Linked DNA regions of Hordeum vulgare: region 2 is linked to region 1. A link is a contact called in public Hi-C data. All regions are on one chromosome and are shown on one strand. The core of a region is the stretch at or near the end of the contact, and the rest is flanking DNA. Distances in the headings are between cores, read along the strand shown. Region 1 holds the start of LOC123413060 (alpha-amylase/trypsin inhibitor CMa). Region 2 holds the start of LOC123410898 (protein trichome birefringence-like 1).

What was found. Hi-C and Micro-C count contacts between places; a contact is called where the count stands out from the background.
Region 2: a contact with region 1 is called in a Hi-C map of leaf, with 3 times the contacts expected there. The contact joins the promoter of LOC123410898 here to the promoter of LOC123413060 in region 1. A contact is called at or near these places in 5 of 6 Hi-C or Micro-C datasets (leaf, seedling and an unstated tissue) and 1 of 1 datasets of contacts at active chromatin or transcription factors (embryo).

What each region holds. Positions count from the first base shown.
Region 1 is chr7H:73,287,574-73,292,749 of MorexV3_pseudomolecules_assembly, reverse strand. LOC123413060 (alpha-amylase/trypsin inhibitor CMa) reads left to right here and starts at 1,486. Exons shown (of 1, transcript XM_045106007.1): 1 at 1,486-2,167. The coding sequence starts at 1,497. The coding sequence ends at 2,009.
Region 2 is chr7H:73,422,600-73,427,782 of MorexV3_pseudomolecules_assembly, reverse strand. It overlaps LOC123410898 (protein trichome birefringence-like 1), which reads right to left and starts at 1,694. Exons shown (of 5, transcript XM_045103825.1): 1 at 1-1,694. The coding sequence starts at 1,510.

The DNA.
Region 1 (5,176 bases), core at 237-2,736:
ATTTTTTCTTTTTACCATTTTGCTAAATAATTGTCGCATGATTTATCCGGACGAACCAGTTTATATGTGCGTGATTTTTGTGCCATTTTCACACCTTACAGATACAGTTTTTTAGCTATTTTTGGGGAAGTGGGTACACCAGGCTTATTCTATATTCTCGCACAATATGCATAGAGATGGATCTATTATCCCACAAAGAAAAAAAAATTGGCAGATGGGCATGACTGCGCGACATTTTTATATGTCAAAAGAAGAAGAAAAATGTCAAAGGTCTTAATTTTGTTGCATCATGCTCACTTGCGATGCCAGCTTTCAAACTGGAGTACGATAACTTCTACAACTAAGAATTTTTCTTGAATACAATAAAATCTCTAAGATTGACCTTTTTCGTGGTCATAATTTTAAGAAAACCAAATTTGCAATTATACCAAAGTAACGACAATGTCACCTGTACACCTGCACGAACTTGCTTACCGTGTGAAGCCGTGAACGATGAACGAACTTGGGACGAGGGAGATCCTCCAGAAGCTCCATATATAATACACGCTATATTTAGGAACGGAGTGGGTATTTTTAAAGAGCCCCTTTGAAGCCAATATAAAGGCTCAATTTTTGGGCAATCTGTAAAAGTTGCCCCTAGACTCATTTTTATCGATTTTTGTTTAAACGTTGCCTCATAACTAAGATGAGTGAGTGACTAGTACATACATTTTTTCGCCGAAAAGACTAGTAGTACATAAGTTAGCCCCTCTCTAATTCACACTGTGGATTTTTCACTACAACAACTTTTCCAAACTGTTTGGAAGAAAAATCTTAAGGGGTACAAGACCGCGGAGTTCAATATATTGGGGTACAAGACCTCTTTTTTGAAAATAACATCAAACGAAATGGGCTAGGCCTTTGTGGTGTTACTGGCTCAGACCAAAACGGATACTTGGACCCATTGTTTCAGAAACTGGGTTTTGAGTTATGGACAATCTATGTATGCACATACTCTTGACTTGCAATTAAATTCAAAAATCAGTGCTTTGCGAAGTTATTACTCACACGCATTGTCCGATTATCACATGATTACTCACGCGGCGCAAGAACAAACTCTGTTGTTAGTTTCAACAAGGTTTCACATGATTACTCACGCGGCGCAAGAACAAACTCTGTTGTTAGTTTCAACAAGGTTTGCACGTATAAACTAGCTAAAAGTTTCACTTTAAGCACCCATGGCGGCAACGTGACAACTTGACAAGAGAAGAAAAGGATGCCCACATCAACCATAACAAGCAAAGCTAGGCCCGATCAGCTACGAACATCTCAATGCTTCCACACAAAAGCCAGTTGCATTTCCCTCCAAATTCTGCTCCAACAAACTAATTAAGTGCACTCTAGCTCACCACATTCGTCATATAGCACAACAGATTTAGTTAATAGCTGGCAGCTTCTCCTCTCTCTCTCTCTCTCTCTCTTTTCTCTGGTATATATATATATATATATATATATATATGCAGGCAATGCAAGTGTGGCCGGCATTGCTTACAGCCACAGGCAAGAAACCGGACCAAGCTAGAAAGAATAATATGGCGTCCAAGTCCAGCATCACCCCCCTCCTCTTGGCCGCAGTCCTGGCCTCCGTCTTTGCCGCCGCCGCAGCCACAGGTCAATATTGCTACGCGGGGATGGGTCTTCCGAGCAATCCGCTTGAAGGCTGCCGGGAGTATGTCGCACAACAGACCTGCGGCGTCAGCATCGCCGGGTCGCCGGTATCCACTGAGCCAGGTGACACCCCAAAGGATCGGTGCTGCCAGGAGCTTGACGAGGCTCCGCAGCACTGCCGCTGCGAGGCGGTGCGCTACTTCATAGGGCGGAGGTCTCACCCCGATTGGAGCGTGCTCAAGGACCTTCCCGGATGCCCCAAGGAGCCCCAGAGGGACTTCGCCAAGGTACTCGTTACGCCGGGGCAATGCAACGTTCTGACCGTTCACAACGCCCCATACTGCCTCGGTTTGGACATATAAAGATAGATCCGTCGCTCATGAATGAATAAGCATGCATGCTCCGTCCATGGATGTGTGGCATGCACATATATATATGCATATGTGAGCTCCCGTTGCTCAACATTTGCTTTACTAATTAATAAAGAGGATCATTTTATGGTTCTTAAATTTCAACTCAATATTTTGTTCATATGTCCGGTGGTTTTATGGCCTTTGTTGTTATCTCATTCATTGCTTGTGACCCTCACAAGTGTTCCTCGATCCATATATATATATTCGTGGATTTGTAAGCGCGCGCAAATAGTGCATGTGCTTTGACGTGGCAGGACCAGGACGTGTGAGAAAAACTATGATGTGGCACAGAAAACACACACCAAGTTATTAGCTGATCTATGCAGTATACGAATAATGAAAATACACCAATTTATTAATTACAATACAAAAACACAAATAGTTATACATCTTTTTGGGTGTAATTCTTTACTAAATGAGCCATTGAAGTGTCCATCTTATATTCGTAACACTAGTGGGGACGGGGCCTTTAGCCCCGGCCCGTAAGGGGCTTTAGTCCCGGTTCATCAACCGGGACTAAAGGGGCGGGACTAAAGGCCTAACCTTTAGTCCCGACCCTGTTACAAGCCTGGACTAAAGGTGCTCCACGTGGGCGCCTCGTAGCGCCCCAGGGGCAGGACCTTTAGTCCCGGTTCGTTACACGGACCGGAACTAAAGAGTTTCAGATTTTGCTTATTTTTGGGTTTTTTTTAATGAAATTATTTTTGGGTTTTAGGGTTTTAGGGTTTAGGTGTTCGGGAGATTAACGTGATGCCTCGTTTGGTGTTCGGGAATTAGTTTTCATATAATTTAAATAAAAATAATTATGCATATATATATATATATATATAAGATTAACTTATCTTACAAGCGAGCATATATATACAATTATATGGAGATCTGAATTATCGGGACTAGAGCCTGTCTATTCGATTACATGGACGAACATCAGTAATGGCCCCTAGCTACACTAAATCGTCCTTTGTCATCTATAGCTTCCGTCCTCAGAAATCCCGCAAGCTCCTCTGCAACAGCAATCGCGCGTTGCTCTGGTAGGACCTTCGTCCTCATGGCCGTGTGCTATATAAGAAAAGGAGATGAATATGAATATCAATCATGATAACAAAGAATGACGGGTAAAAATAGAGGTGTGAATGTTCATTGCTTACATCGAATCTGTGATCCTTGTGCTCAGAGGTAAACGTGCGAATGGTCTCGCAAACATAGTATCCGCATAGATGCGTTCCCCGTGGCTGCTGGTCGCACTTTACGAGAATAGAATATATATAATCAAAATAATAATCTAGCATCATAAATGTATTGAAATAGAAGTATATCATACTACTACTTACCTGAGCCGCTCTAAAGGTCAGCTTCTCAGGAAAGTTACCGGGAGTCACGCACTTGAACCGCTTCCAAACCCTGCCCGACAAGGATAATGATTTGCTAAGTTTTTCATTAATTGATATATCAGAAAATCATCGAAAGAGACCGATAGAGCGCAAGAACGATTGAAATTACCCTTGGAGCATGTCCTGCAGGCTTTGGAACTATTCCAAGGGTCTCGATAATGGGTCGAAGGCATCAACACTTCCCTTATCAATTTGAATGTCCAACAGAATCCAATGAAAGCTGCACATGTATATATATATATATATGTGTGTGTGTGTGTGTGTGTCAGTAACTTATCAATTACAATTATAAATGAATGGACACAACAGAGTAAAGACCCTCACCTGAAGTTGTATGGAAACAGTATGTGGTCACAGAAATTTTGATTTATTAGAAACCTTAGAAGGTTTTCCTCCATCTCCTTGGGTTTATCAGTTAGCGTCGCTATATGTATTATTTGGGTCAATAAACCCAATATTTAGGATGTTCTTGCTTTTACAATCCAGAATCTTCATTCTGCATAATAGAGTACAAGTTATATATAGACAATGAATTGAAATAACTAAACAAGTTATATGTAGACAACGAATTGAAAAACTTACAGACAATAGCAACTCATAAGCGATTTGTCGAGGGCGTCGCCATTGTACATCTGGAAGAGTTCATCAAAGTCGATATGGATTTCTTCGGGGCGGCCGTAGTACTCCCATGGGACACTCAGCACGATCATCATTCTCCCATTCTTTGATTCACTTAAGTACCATTGATGCAAGTAACGCATATTTGTTGGGAGATCATCTTTGCTGACCAAAGGCTCTCCCATGACAAATTGTGGCTTAGGGGCTACCACAGCCTTGGGTATCCTGTCGTCTTGGGAAGCCAGCAAATCTTCAACCGAGACACCACATTCAGCCGCCCACTCCTTTGCTATTTCAAAAGCTTTCCCCTACACCGGAGGGGGAACATTCTCGGTTAACACCTTGAGGGGTGGGATCGACTGTTTGGCCTGTTGTCCAAGCTGAGGAACGTCTGATTTTTTTATTGCTTGTAGTTGAACTTGATTTGCAGCCACTTGCACTTGCGTGTGATCTGCTCTTTTTCACTTCCTTCTGCAATGTGCGTGTATAGTCATCAGGCTTATGGTGTAATTCATACTATGATGGAAGGGTCATGAAGTCTTTTGCCCATGCTATTTGCTTCTCGGTGTATTCCGGGCGGGGCTCGGGTTCCTTCTTTTTCATCTGCGCATCATGATGTTCCTTTGCTATCCTGGCGTTTTCCTCGGGGGTACGATCATAAGGTCTGATAGGAAGATTAGCATGAGGTACCTTTGGGAGGGGCGACCGTTTGCGCTTTGGGGGGCTCCGTCGCTTAGGAATCGTCGGCGGAGCGTTCTTGGTGGCACGCTTCGGCTTAGTATCCTGTGCGGGCGGCGGCGGAGACGGACGACCCAAGTCCGGCGGCGGTGATCGAGATGGACTCGTGTTGTGCTGGCCGACATCATGTGGAGGGCTTGGAGGTAATGAAGGTGTAGGTGACCTGCGACGACTCGGAGGCGGTGTTGTCCTTGGGGCCGAGCCTGGAAGCTTGATGTAGTTCTTGTCCCATAGGATGACTCCACCCAGTACTTCTCCGAGTGTCCTCTCATCTTCGGGTCCAGCTATGTCGAGCTCCATATCATGAAACCCCGTCATGATTTCATCCACCCCGACTTTAGCAAAGCCAGCTGGAATCTCACGGCCATG
Region 2 (5,183 bases), core at 445-2,944, 130 kb before region 1:
GTTCATCGATGTGAGGACACGATCCTCCGGGGTAGAGAGGGTACGAGTCGTCCTGAACCCAATTCCCATGGAACAAGTCACAGCCGGCCATCTCCGTTATCCAGTCAACCTTCTTATTTCCACTGGCACCACCGGCTTGTTTAGTTGATGTCACATTCCCCTTGACCAGAACTTCGCTGTGATTCCCAGCTTTTGCAGCGATTGTTTGGGATGAATGATCCTTGAATGAACCTGCACTAACCTGGGGAGTTGCTTCCTTATTATTCACCGCACTACCACTTTCAACAGAAGAAGCTCCACTCGTCTGATTCTGTTTCGTCGCAGTTGGAGATGCTACAAGGGTTTGGTTCTTGGTTGAAGATCCAGCCCCTTTCTCCGTGGCCACCGCAGTCTGATTACTAGTTGATGCCACATACTCACTCGCTTTATCGCTCTGAATTCCGCCATCTTCGGCATTGCTCTTCACTGGACTAGCACTTGGTGCTGATTGATGGGTTGCATCTCCATTTTCACTTCCCGACGAAGCATTAGACTCATTATTCAGATCAGCCTTTGCTACTGTGTCAATTCCGGCGGAGACACTGCTCGCCGCGCCAACTGAATCCTTTCCATCAGCCTTCGCTGTGGTGCTATTTCCAGCAGCAGAGCCACTGCTCGGAGCAGCGCTTGGAGTCACTGCCTGGTTATCAGGCCCAATTTCAGGATCGGCCTTCACCGTGCTGCCATCTCTGGCAGAACTACCGCCGGAGACATCAACTGAATCCTTGGTGTCTGCCTTCACCGCGGTGACATTTCCAGCGGCGCCATTATTTGTCGGAGCTCCGCTTCCCGACTGCTTATTGGATCCATCACTCTCCTCGTCGGCCTTCGCCACGGTTCTTTCTCCGGCAGAACCCCCTGCCTCTGCCTGGCTACTACCTTTATTCCGATCTGCCCCGCTAACCGGCGCACCGCCACTCGTTGCAGGATTATCCATCGGAGAATCGCTCGTGGCGGCGGCCGTGCCACTTCCCGCTGGATTTCCGGCCGACGGTGCACCGGCACCGGCGGCATTGCTGCTCGGCGCACTACCTCCACTCCCCAACTGCTTATCAGACCCAGCCGTACCAGAACTGCCGCTCCCTGCCCCGCTTCCGACTTGCTTACTATCCACATCGCGATTCACCTCGCTCGATCCGCTGGCCGCGCCACCGCCGTCGGGGCGAGACGGCTCGGGCGAGGGGGCGGACGAGTTGGTAGGGAAGATGGAGGAGAAGAAGGTCGAGACCTGCGAGCGGTACGGCGCCGTGGAGGCGTACACACCGTCGAACCAAGAGGCTCCGTCTCCGGCCGCGCCAGCGGGGGCCGCGGGCGAGCAGAGGGCGATGTAGGCCGTCAATGCGGCGAAGGCCACCGCGAAGGCGTACACCACGAGCCTCCCGCGCCTGCGGGAGCGCCCGGCCTGGCTGAGTTGGCCCGCGTCGGCGCACGCCATGGCCGCCAGCCCGCTCTGCTTCCACATGCCCTTCATCCCCAGGGACGCGACGGCAGGGCGGCGGCCGCGGAGCCGGGCCGGAGTTAGGCCGCTGTAGACGCGGGGAAGTGGTCCGAGCGGGGGCGGCGAGGAAGCGACAGTGACAGTGGAGGAGGAGATGGCGAATGGTTTCTGAGGAAGCTTTCGGGGGCGGTGGAAGTTGGGAGGGGAAGAAGGGGCGACCGCGTGTACGCGGGCGGGGTGGCTTTAGGGAATTCGGGCAGGCGGAATTAACGGAATCGTTGCCGGTCCGTTTAGATTTCTCTTTGTTCAGCCGTTTTTAGTGAGGTTGCCTTTTTCTTGGGAGGGTCAAAGCTAGTCAAAAGGAGCTGTATTGGAAAATTATAGGCGGCTGCTATGGATCAACCGTCAATTTTTTTAGGAAATCAGTCGGGTTCTTAATCATTAAATGCGTTCTACAAAGACGTTGGATCTGGTCAACACGAGCAACGGCTGCTCATCGTGATGAAGCTTCATTGCGGCGCGAGTGGAGCTTCATTGCAGTTTGGACGCTGCATCGCAGATCTTGGAGCCGCTGGTAAAGCTCCATTGCAGCCGCCGGTGAAGCTTCATTACAGCTTTGGGCGTTGCATCGCAGCTCTCGATGCCATCGGTGAAGCTGCATTGCAGCTCAGGGGCGCTGCTTCGCAGCTCTTGCCGCCGCCGGTGAAACACCATTGCAGCGTCGCACTGGCGCGGGGGTGCTCCAACGCAACGCCGACAACCGATTGCAGCTCTGGCAATGATTCATTGGAGCGCGACACCGACACCGCGGGCTCCATCTCAACATCTCGTCGGCGTCGTCGGCGGAGCTTCACTGCAACGCCACCCCCGTGCATTGGTGATGTTACAACTCAGCATCGACTGCCCCCTCGTCGTACTCCATCCCAGCACCGTTGCTATGGAATGAAAAAAGAGGAAGAAGATGAGGAGGAGAATGAGTGGAGGAGAGAGCGCTGAAAGGGATAAGGTGAAAAGAAAAGAGGTGGCTGAGGGGGACACGTGAGGAGCCAGCGACCGACTGATTTTTGGGTAAAATCAGTCGGTTGATCCAAAGTGTTTTCCAAAATTATAAGCCTTGGTTTATTGTGTCTTTTCTTGTGTATGTTTATTTATTTATTTTATGTATTGAGGTTATGTATGCTCATTTTATGGACTCTCTTAGCCCGCCAACATTCTTGCCGGGGTTGGCATTCGAGATCATATTCCATGCACTTTTAGTTTTAGGGGATGCCAGATTCTTTAGATGTAATTTTTCTTAGAGAATGCATATTTTTTGAAAGTTGTCATCTTTTGTTGCGAGCGGTAGTTTTGCCAAAAAACACTAAAATGGTTGTGATTTAGGATTATCATTTTCTATAATATGTTGTAGAAGAAAGTAGAGTCGGCATTTAAAACAGCAAAAAACATTAGGGGTGGGGGGAGGGGGGTATGATACATGCGGGATTATGAGTTATGAGAATCCATCGCAATTACAAGCACAACTAAATTATTCAATAGGTTGATTTTAGAACAATTGTTTTAAGTTTGATTTAGAGTTAAAAGGATAGAGTCACCATTAACCAGGAGTACTCCATAATTAGAGACATGTGGTCTTAGTGTGGCCCTTCTTGCGAGCTATGAGGTATGGGAATTGCTTCTCTTGGGGAAAAAAATTGAAAGATCACCTTGGTTAACTCTTGCACCAAAGTTCTTAAAAAATGTTCACAACACTCTCGAGGCACCGGCCACCGTTAGACATTTGATTCAATCACTACCGGAAAGTCTTCAATTGATACTACTTGACTTCAACTGGTTTGATTTGCAAGAATGAACCCAAATCTAGGTATCACTGCTTCCGCAATACCTACCTCCATCACATGGTCCAAAGCCCACGAGAAAGTCATGATACAAAATTCGCATTCGCCTTAAACATTGGTGCATGCTAGTCCTGGTCTAACCCCTTCCTCGCATGGTGGTTCCGACCAGCATTGGCCTCCCCTCTATGATTCTGGATTCAGCGACTATGGGTTGCTCAACTTCGGGCCAGGGAAAAGATCCTTACTAGGCTTGTTGGTGTTGTCAACGACGGTGCTCGCTGGTGGTGTTTCCTTCTTGGAGATGGTGCCAAGGCCTTGAGATGAGCCCCTCTTCGAGTTCATGGGTAACCCTAGGTCTGAGTCCCTCGGACCATATAGTGACGACATCTCGGCATTGCCTTCCTTCCTGAAGGCACCATCTTGCTCGCTCGCGGTGTTTCCGATTTTGGCTCGGGCAATGATGGAATCGTTGGTTTGGCATCGCCACTCTTGGCCCGGATTTGGTAAGTTTAGTTGTGGTGTATCCTTTGCTCGGGCCGAGCATACCATGTCTCTCTGCTCCCAACACCATGTTCACGCATGTCTGCGTTCGTGCCATGTGTTGTACCCCTTTGTACTCATTTCTTCTCCTTCTATCAATGAAATGATACGCAAGCTTTGTGTATTCGTGAAAAAACATCAAACAAGGCATCAACATGAGCTTCACCATATGGATGGTCGATGTTTGGAGGATCTGAGTGATGTTTCTCTTGGAGGAATGGAACTCAATCCATGAACCTATTCGGGATATCGACACTCAAAAGGTCATGGCTCATTGGAGCCGCCCTCCGGAAAGATGGGTTAAAGCGAATGTGGATGGTAGTATGTCCAAAGATCTTCACTTTGGAGTAGGCGGATGAAAGCACAACTTCTTCCTAAGTGTTTTTGGTAATTAATAACAACAAATATTTTATTGTACTAATGATTTAATCGAGTATATTTCAGGAAAAGCTTAATGAATGGGTTGACTAGGATTGTGAGGAGAATCCCTAGGTGCTTGGAACATCAATTGACAAAAGCTTCAAGACTCTACATTGTATACTTATGTGAGAAGTTGCATTTGAGTCCATAGGAAAGTCAATCCTATTAAAAGAGGATGAGGTATCTATGATGATCTCGTTGCTCAAGTGCTTAGAGATTAGCAACCAAAAAACCTCAACATTTCTCCCATAATATTTTTTGTCCAAATCCTAAAGTCAAATTCGGTGCCACCAACTTTCCACAATTGGCCCTACCGAGTGTTCCTTAGACAGATTCCAAAGCAAAACCCTAGTAATTTGGTGTAACCGAGTTTCGTTCGGTCCAGCCAAAAAGCAATAACCAACTCTCTAGATACAAGATATTCAACTTCGGAGTTTCCGAGTTTTATGTCTCCGAGCCACCAAGTCACTGGACCTGCCTAGGTGTAACACCCCCGTTATGCCTCACGGGATCTAGACTAGCCCCACATACCAACACTAGTCTTTCGCATGCACTTTGTCCTCAGTTGTGTGCACCCAGGACCAAGTTCTCGGTCGGTCACCCATCCTAGAATTACTCCAAGCCAAGCACGCTTAACTTTGGAGTTCTTTTCGAATGCGCTCCTGAAAAGAAGGAATTCCTTGTTGATATGAGTAGTCTATCATTCCTATTAAATCAGGCTCTCACATACACCCCCACTCAAAGGAACTGGTGTCCTCCTCGGCCCATCAGAAACATTCCCTCTTGGAACAGTATGTGCGTCCACTCCGGCACATGTGCTATGTCGTGTGCCACAATGGCCACAGGCGTCATGCGCCACATACCCGCGCTCCTGACCCATGCATGCCCGTGTAACCGTGAGGATCGGCTAT